2 separate regions of the Mus musculus genome follow, and region 1 is linked to region 2. The links are chromatin contacts, called in public HiCAR-type maps. All regions are on one chromosome and are shown on one strand. The core of a region is the stretch at or near the end of the contact, and the rest is flanking DNA. Distances in the headings are between cores, read along the strand shown.

Evidence for each region. HiCAR-type assays count read pairs that join an accessible place to other places.
Region 1: a contact with region 2 is called in a HiCAR-type map of astrocytes, with 3 times the contacts expected there. The contact joins the promoter of Dexi here to the promoter of Abat in region 2. A contact is called at or near these places in 2 of 39 promoter capture datasets (both in liver) and 1 of 115 datasets of contacts at active chromatin or transcription factors (astrocytes).

The regions. Positions count from the first base shown.
Region 1 is chr16:10,541,442-10,544,549 of GRCm38.p6, reverse strand. It overlaps Dexi (dexamethasone-induced transcript), which reads left to right and starts at 1,496. Exons shown (of 2, transcript NM_021428.4): 1 at 1,496-2,278. The coding sequence starts at 1,860. The coding sequence ends at 2,147.
Region 2 is chr16:8,511,616-8,515,101 of GRCm38.p6, reverse strand. It overlaps Abat (4-aminobutyrate aminotransferase), which reads right to left and starts at 1,673. Exons shown (of 16, transcript NM_172961.3): 1 at 1,528-1,673.

The DNA of each region.
Region 1 (3,108 bases), core at 247-2,746, 2.0 Mb before region 2:
GTCTTAAAACATTTTGTAAAGATGTGAGCAGCATTGTAAAGCTAACCACGATGAACTTTCAGAGGTTTCCTCTGGTCATTATTGAAAACTCATGCCATTTCCCAACTAATTCAGTAAGAAAGAAAGAGAACTCCAAGATCTCCATGAAAGGTTACATACACCTGGACTTCCTTCCCAGACTGGAAGTGGGAACCTCGGTGGGAAGCAAGATTTTGTGCCCCACACCCTCTCATTTATTCATTTCTACATCTCATAGCTATTTAACCCCTGTGACAGCCCATTGACTGTCCTAGGAAAAGAGTTGAGTCAGGGACCAATGTTCTCTCCAGGGCCCAGGACAAGATTTGCACATAGCACGTTTTTAGATGAATATTGATAGAGTGAATGGTTTGCATTGCTTCCAAGAATTAGAGAGATGTAGACTGGCATCAGGCTAATGGTTTCCCATGTAAAAGTCATGAAAGAACAAGAACATGTCTGACCTCCAAAGGAAATGACAGAGACTCAGCAGCTTCGAGAATCCATTTCTCTGGAATTTGTTTTCCTCATCTGTGAAAAGGGAATATACTACATTGCCTTGTCCAGCTCCTATAAACCTAAGTGTGACTTAGATTAAAGGCCTTTGTAAGAATTGAGGATAGACCTTAATCCCAGAACTCAGGAGACAGAGGCAGTGGAACTCTACATGTTCTGGGACAGCCTGGTCTATAGCCAATTTCAGGGCACCCAGAGGCTTCATGGTGAGACCCTGGGTTTTCAGGGTTTGGGTTTTGTTGTTGTTGTTGTTGTTGTTGTTGTTGTTGTTGTTTTCAAAAACAGATGTAGAGCTACATCTCGTCTATATCTTGCACACACAGACCTTGGTTTTGATCCCTCGCAAACTCATCCTCCTGACGAAGCACAAAGGTGGTCTGTAAACCGAAGAATCTGAGCAGATATATACTTAGCATTATTGGTTGGTTGGTTGGTTGGTTTTAAACATGGACTGCAAAATAATAGAAACAATAAGCAGCCTTATTGGCAGAAGATTTGACCTGCTTGTGGTACTTTCCATCCGGGTGTCATGGAACCCTATAATGCCTCTGTCAAAGGCACTCAGTAATTGATTTTTTTTTCTTACTATACCGTGAAAAAGAAAACAACAAAAGCGCTTTGGGGATATCTAAGATTTTCAGTGGAATTACCGGCATTCCTTTTCCACCCGGCATCATTTTAAAGGGGGTAAACTAAGTTCCAAAAAGGTGACGCTCCATACCTAAGTTCGAGATGCAGTCTAAGGAGTGCCAACTGCAGAAGAGCAACTTAGAGACTGGAGCACCTCCCATGGGGCGGAGCAAATGAGTACCCGCCCCCGGACAGCTCAAGCCAATAAACGTGGAGCACTGAGCTAGCCAATAAATACGGGCGAGCATGCGACTGGCCAATGAATGAAGAGCCTCTGGGTAGGCGGTGCTGGGAAGCCCAGAGCGACTTGGCGGCTGCAGCGATGGGCAGTGAGCCTGCGGGGGCGCCGAAGGTGCCTGAGGAACGCCTCGGGGAGACAGCAGCGGCCTCAACTCTGAGCTGCGGCGGGGGCGCGCGAGCGCAGCGTACAAAGCGAGTCGCTGGCCACTTCTAGGGGGGTGGCCCTGAGGGGCGAGCGGCCCGTGTGGCCCGATCCCGGGGCTCCGTGACCCGGCCCTGAGCATCTCGGGGTGTCAAGGAGCGTCTTCGGAGGCCGCCCGGGGCCCAGCGCTGCCGCCACCGAGCCCCGGGGCGCCCCCTGGATGGCTGAGCTGCCCCCTCGCCGGCCGCCCGGGCGCCGCAGCGGCTGAGGTCGCTGGGATCGCCCGGCCGCCGCCCCCATCGCCGGCCCCTGCATGCCCGGCGCCCGGGTCGCAGCCCACCTGGACGCTCTGGGCCCCCTGGTCTCCTACGTGCAGCCACCGCTGCTGCCCTCTATGTTCTACGTGGGCCTGTTCTTCGTCAATGTGCTGATCCTTTACTACGCCTTCCTTATGGAATACATCGTTCTCAATGTGGGCCTCGTCTTCCTGCCCGAGGACTTGGACCAGGCGCTGGTGGACCTCGGCGTACTTTCAGACCCTGGCTCTGGCCTTTACGATGCCGACTCAGAGCTTGACGTCTTCGATGGATATTTGGAATAATGTCGTGATTACTGTTCCCCACTTGCCTTCCACCATCCGCAACTCTTGGCCTGGACCAGCCGCCCGTACCATGCCGCTGCCACTGGTTGGGGGCACCATCTGGACAGGGATGGGACCCCAGGAAGAGGCCCGTAAGTGCCCTTGAGATGGGGGTGTATTTCGGGGAGAGAGAAGGTAGTGTCCTCAGGGCAGACTAACCTCCTTCCTCTAAGCCTCTGATTTCTCTGGCCACCTCCTCTGGATCTAACTCAGATGCTAGGAATAGTAGTGTTTGAAGAGATTTCCCCCAAAGAAATGAACATTTGGAGTAATCATGCAGTTTACCCCATGGCTTGGGTAAAAGCTTTGTACCCAAAACCTTTTGAGGTGGAGCTGTCAGCTCCTCCCCCAAGTCTTAGCCTGTCTTGTTGGTGACCTTGGGGTTTGGGGGGATGCTTACTTGTCCTGAAAGCATAGACTGGTGTCAAAAGAGGCACTGGTCACTTTTGTTCTGCGGCCTCTTGAGGGACCAGTTAAACTGAGGGGCTTCAGGCCAAGCCTGGGAGAATGGAAACCTTCAGCAAACAACACTGCCGCACTTCCTTTTGGCAGTGTTTCTGCTGCTGTATTTGGAGTCAGGTTTCAGAGATCCTGGGTTGTTGGTACTGCAGCTCAGAACCGCAGAGGCTGTCAGTTTCTTAGGCTGCCGCTCTGGGACAGGTAGGCAGTTCTGAGCTGGTGCTGGCTTTGTCTGCAGTATTTGCAAGGCCTCTCAGCACCCTAGGGTCAGCAGAAGGAACCACGGGGTGGTCGTACTGAAGACGTGCCTTTGGGCTTCTGCCAAGAAGTTTTGTTATATGTTAGAAAAGATAAAGTGAATCCAAGACTGGCTGAAGTCTCCCAACAAGGGAAAGGGAACAGCTGGCCTGTATGAGAGAACGTTTGTGCCAGGCAAGCTGTTGGGTCCGTTGAGGTGTCACGG
Region 2 (3,486 bases), core at 424-2,923:
ATTGTAACTGATAACATCCATTCTACTGGGTTGATCTGGATTTTGGCAAGCTTTTCACTGCAGAAGGTGCAAAACAGAAACCCTTAAGCCCCCAGGAATGGATCCCACCAGAGTCTGTGGAGTGTTCACAGACCTTCTACAAATTCTGCTCCTTCTGCGTTGCCTTTCTCAGTGTGGCTGCGTCCTGTGATGAGTGGACATGGTGCCCAGATGTGCCCACTGTACATGTGAAGACTGGAGCTAGTGTTGGGGAGCCCCAGTGACCCTATAGGAGCTACGCTGGTTTTGTCAGTGACTGGCTGGGTGACCTTGAGCCATTCCTTTCTCTCTGAGCCAGTGCCTCAGTTGGTTCAGGTACCAAATGAACGGTCAGTCTTAATGTAGATGCTCTTTTACATCGTAGGATTGCAGGCAGGGTTAATTGTCCCTCCCAGAGCTGTCCTTTGGCCTCCAGGAAACATCTCTCTCCCCAACCCACATCCCAGATCCAGAGAACAGGCCAAGATTCAATTTTTTCCTGTCTCCTGACCTGCCCCCACCAGACCTTCTCAGGCTAGTGTGAGGGAGGCACACAGCTAAGCCAACAGTGTCCCTAGACCAGTGGACAAGCCCAGCAGCAGCCTTCTCTTGGCCTAATGCCCAGGGAATTCCATCAGGCAATATCCACGGGACTTGATGGGGGCAGCCCCAAGAAACGAACAGGGGACCCTTGGAAGTGGGCCAACAGCTCTTCTCTATGTTGATAGCCCTTTGTCCAGGCGGAGAGAGACCTGCGTCTGTAGGGTAACACTGAATAACAGACTTTTACATTTGTGTTGGAGGTGGGGGTGGAAGGGGGTGCCTGCTGGTCCTGCAGTGCCAAGGCCATCTGTGCTCTTAGAGTTTGGAGGCTCTAGGCCTGGGAAGTGGAGGCCCCTAAAAGCCTTGTTTAGGGGGTTATGGCTTCTCCTATAGGTGGGAAGAGACTTCATAGGAATAGAAGAGAAGTCATTTGTCCCCAGAATCCAGCACCTAGTTTCTGGAATGGGCATGCAGGTGATTTGGCCTGGGATGTCCTTGTTGAAAGGAGGGTCTTACTCTCCAGGACTTTCACAGTTGGGGAGGGATAGGACCCTTCTGTCGAGCTGTGTCCTCAACATTCCAAGGAGACAGAGAGAGAGAGAGAGAGAGAGAGAGAGAGAAGCAAGAGAACCTAACTTAGATTTTTAGGAAAGGGAGGAGATGAGAAAGGGTCTAGATATTAGCGGAGGCAGGACTCCACTTGGGGGGGGGGGGGGGACTCTATTCCAAGGACTAAACGAGGGAGGGATTTCCCCCTCCAGCCAGTGGGCAGGACGGACGGCCCCATTTCTGAAGGTTACACGAAGCTGTTTTGCTTTCTGGGGCCTGGGAGGTGGGAGACCCTTTCCTTTCGGAGCAGGATCCCGCGTACTGGTTGGATGGAGGGCCCGGATTCTAGAGGAAGATGTCCTTCTCTGGCTTCCTTCAGAAGGGCGAGCCACGCGCGTACAGACGCGTCGCACTTACCTCCAGGCCCGGGCTGCGATCTACAGGCTGCGATCCGCGGGCCGGACTTGCGCGATCACCTTCCGATGCTCCTGGCTGCGCCTGGCGTCTGCTCCGCTTCCCCCAGCGACTCACCAGGCTCCCAAGCTTCGCCGAGCCACCCTGGCCAATCAGCACCACTGCCTCTAGCCCTTGCTTGCGCCTCAGCCAATGAGAGCACCCGCCATGGGCCACCGCCCCCGGGGGGAGGGGGAAGGCGGGGCGGGGGCAGAGTCCGACCTCCGTGGATAGGATGCGCCCGGGGGTCTCCGAGGAGGGCCGCGAGGGCCGGAGCAAGGGACTTGGGGAGAGGCAGCCGAAGGATCCCTAGCAAATCTGATGGGGGCTAGGAGTCCTCTCCTTACAGGAGGGAGGGACTTTGCAGGCTAAGGCGAATCTTCAATGTACTCCCACCCCACATCACTGTTTTAAGATCCTGGGAATTGCTGATGAATGGAGCTGAACCCCAACCCCGACCTCTGTGCTTCGGATCTGGTCTCTGGAACCTGAGAATCCGGGGCCCTGAAACAGAACTAAAGCACCTGTCGGCACTGGCCCTCCATGCCACCTTCTGGTGCATCAGTGGTGCACAGCAGGTCAATAAGAGTGCTAAACTGAGAGTCAGGTCAGGACTCAGGACAGGTCTCTTTCCCAACCCTTCCTCCATTTCCTTAATGGTAAAGGAAGGCAGAATTGGTTCTATCTCTTTTATGAGTAGAAACAAGATCTTAGATGTAATAGAGATGTGTTCAGAAAATTGAAGATGCACTGGAAACCAGTTAAAACGAATATGTGAGTGACCAAGTCCCACACCTTTTCTTTCATTAAAAATAAAATTTATTTCAATCACGTGTCTATCTGTCTATGTATATGTGTATGGATGCTGGAGGAGGCTATTGGAATCCTGGGACTGCCTGGAGCTGTGGATACAGGTGGTTGTGAGCTGGCAGAATGCGGTGTTGGGAATAGAACTCAGGGCCCCTGCAAGAGCAGTGTGTGGCCCTAGTTGCTCAGCCATCTCCTCCCCCTTTCTCCTTTTGTCTTTCTTATTTCACTTATTTATTTGTTTATTTGTTAGACAGGGTCTCTCTTCATAGCCCTGTCTATCCTGAAACCTGCAATATAGACCACCCCAGCCTCCAGGTCACAGAGATCTGGCTGCCTCTGCCTCCAGAGTGCTGAGGTTAAAGGCACCACCATGCCTGGCTCCTTTTTCATTTTTTATTTTTATTTATTTGTTTATTTTTAAAGGGAGGGAGGATTTATTTTAGTTTGATGGGATGCAGTGTGTGTTGCTCACTTGCTTGCTTATATTTAATGGTCTTATAACTTTCCAACGTTATTTGGACACAAGGTGTTATCACTCATTGATAAAATCAAAGTTGCAAACATTTAACCACCTCTAGGATTTTCCCAGGCAACTGTGTCATGATCTGGCCAACTTTTACAGAGCCTGGAGGTCCCTGTTGAGTCCAGGAATCCAAGCAGCCTCATATATAGTTATTATGGATTGTAAACCTAGAAATAAAGGGATCAAGATAGGCCAGAAATAAGCAAACAAATGAAACAACTCCAAGTAAGCAATCCACTGCGATCCCTAACTGAACCCCAAAGAGACAATGACTAGACTAAGGAGCAGGTGAGAGCCTAGATCCTCGGTCCCTTGGGAACCCAGAAGGTCCTGCCAGTTGCTATCCAAGTTATCCCTATCACCTGACCCAAGGAATTTTCTGGAGGCTGTGTTGTAAATCTAGCACTTTCTTCTTAAAACCTAAGCCTGCTGATAATCCATTTATTGCTTGCCCAAAGAGAGCAAATGGACAATGAATACTTTGTAAAGAAAAGCAAGTTAAAGCAAAAGGATGGGAACGCCTGTTTTTCAGACCCCCAAGATGGCTCTGGCCTTATCGCTTTCTGTGGGCTTTCCAGGAACTGTGCAGT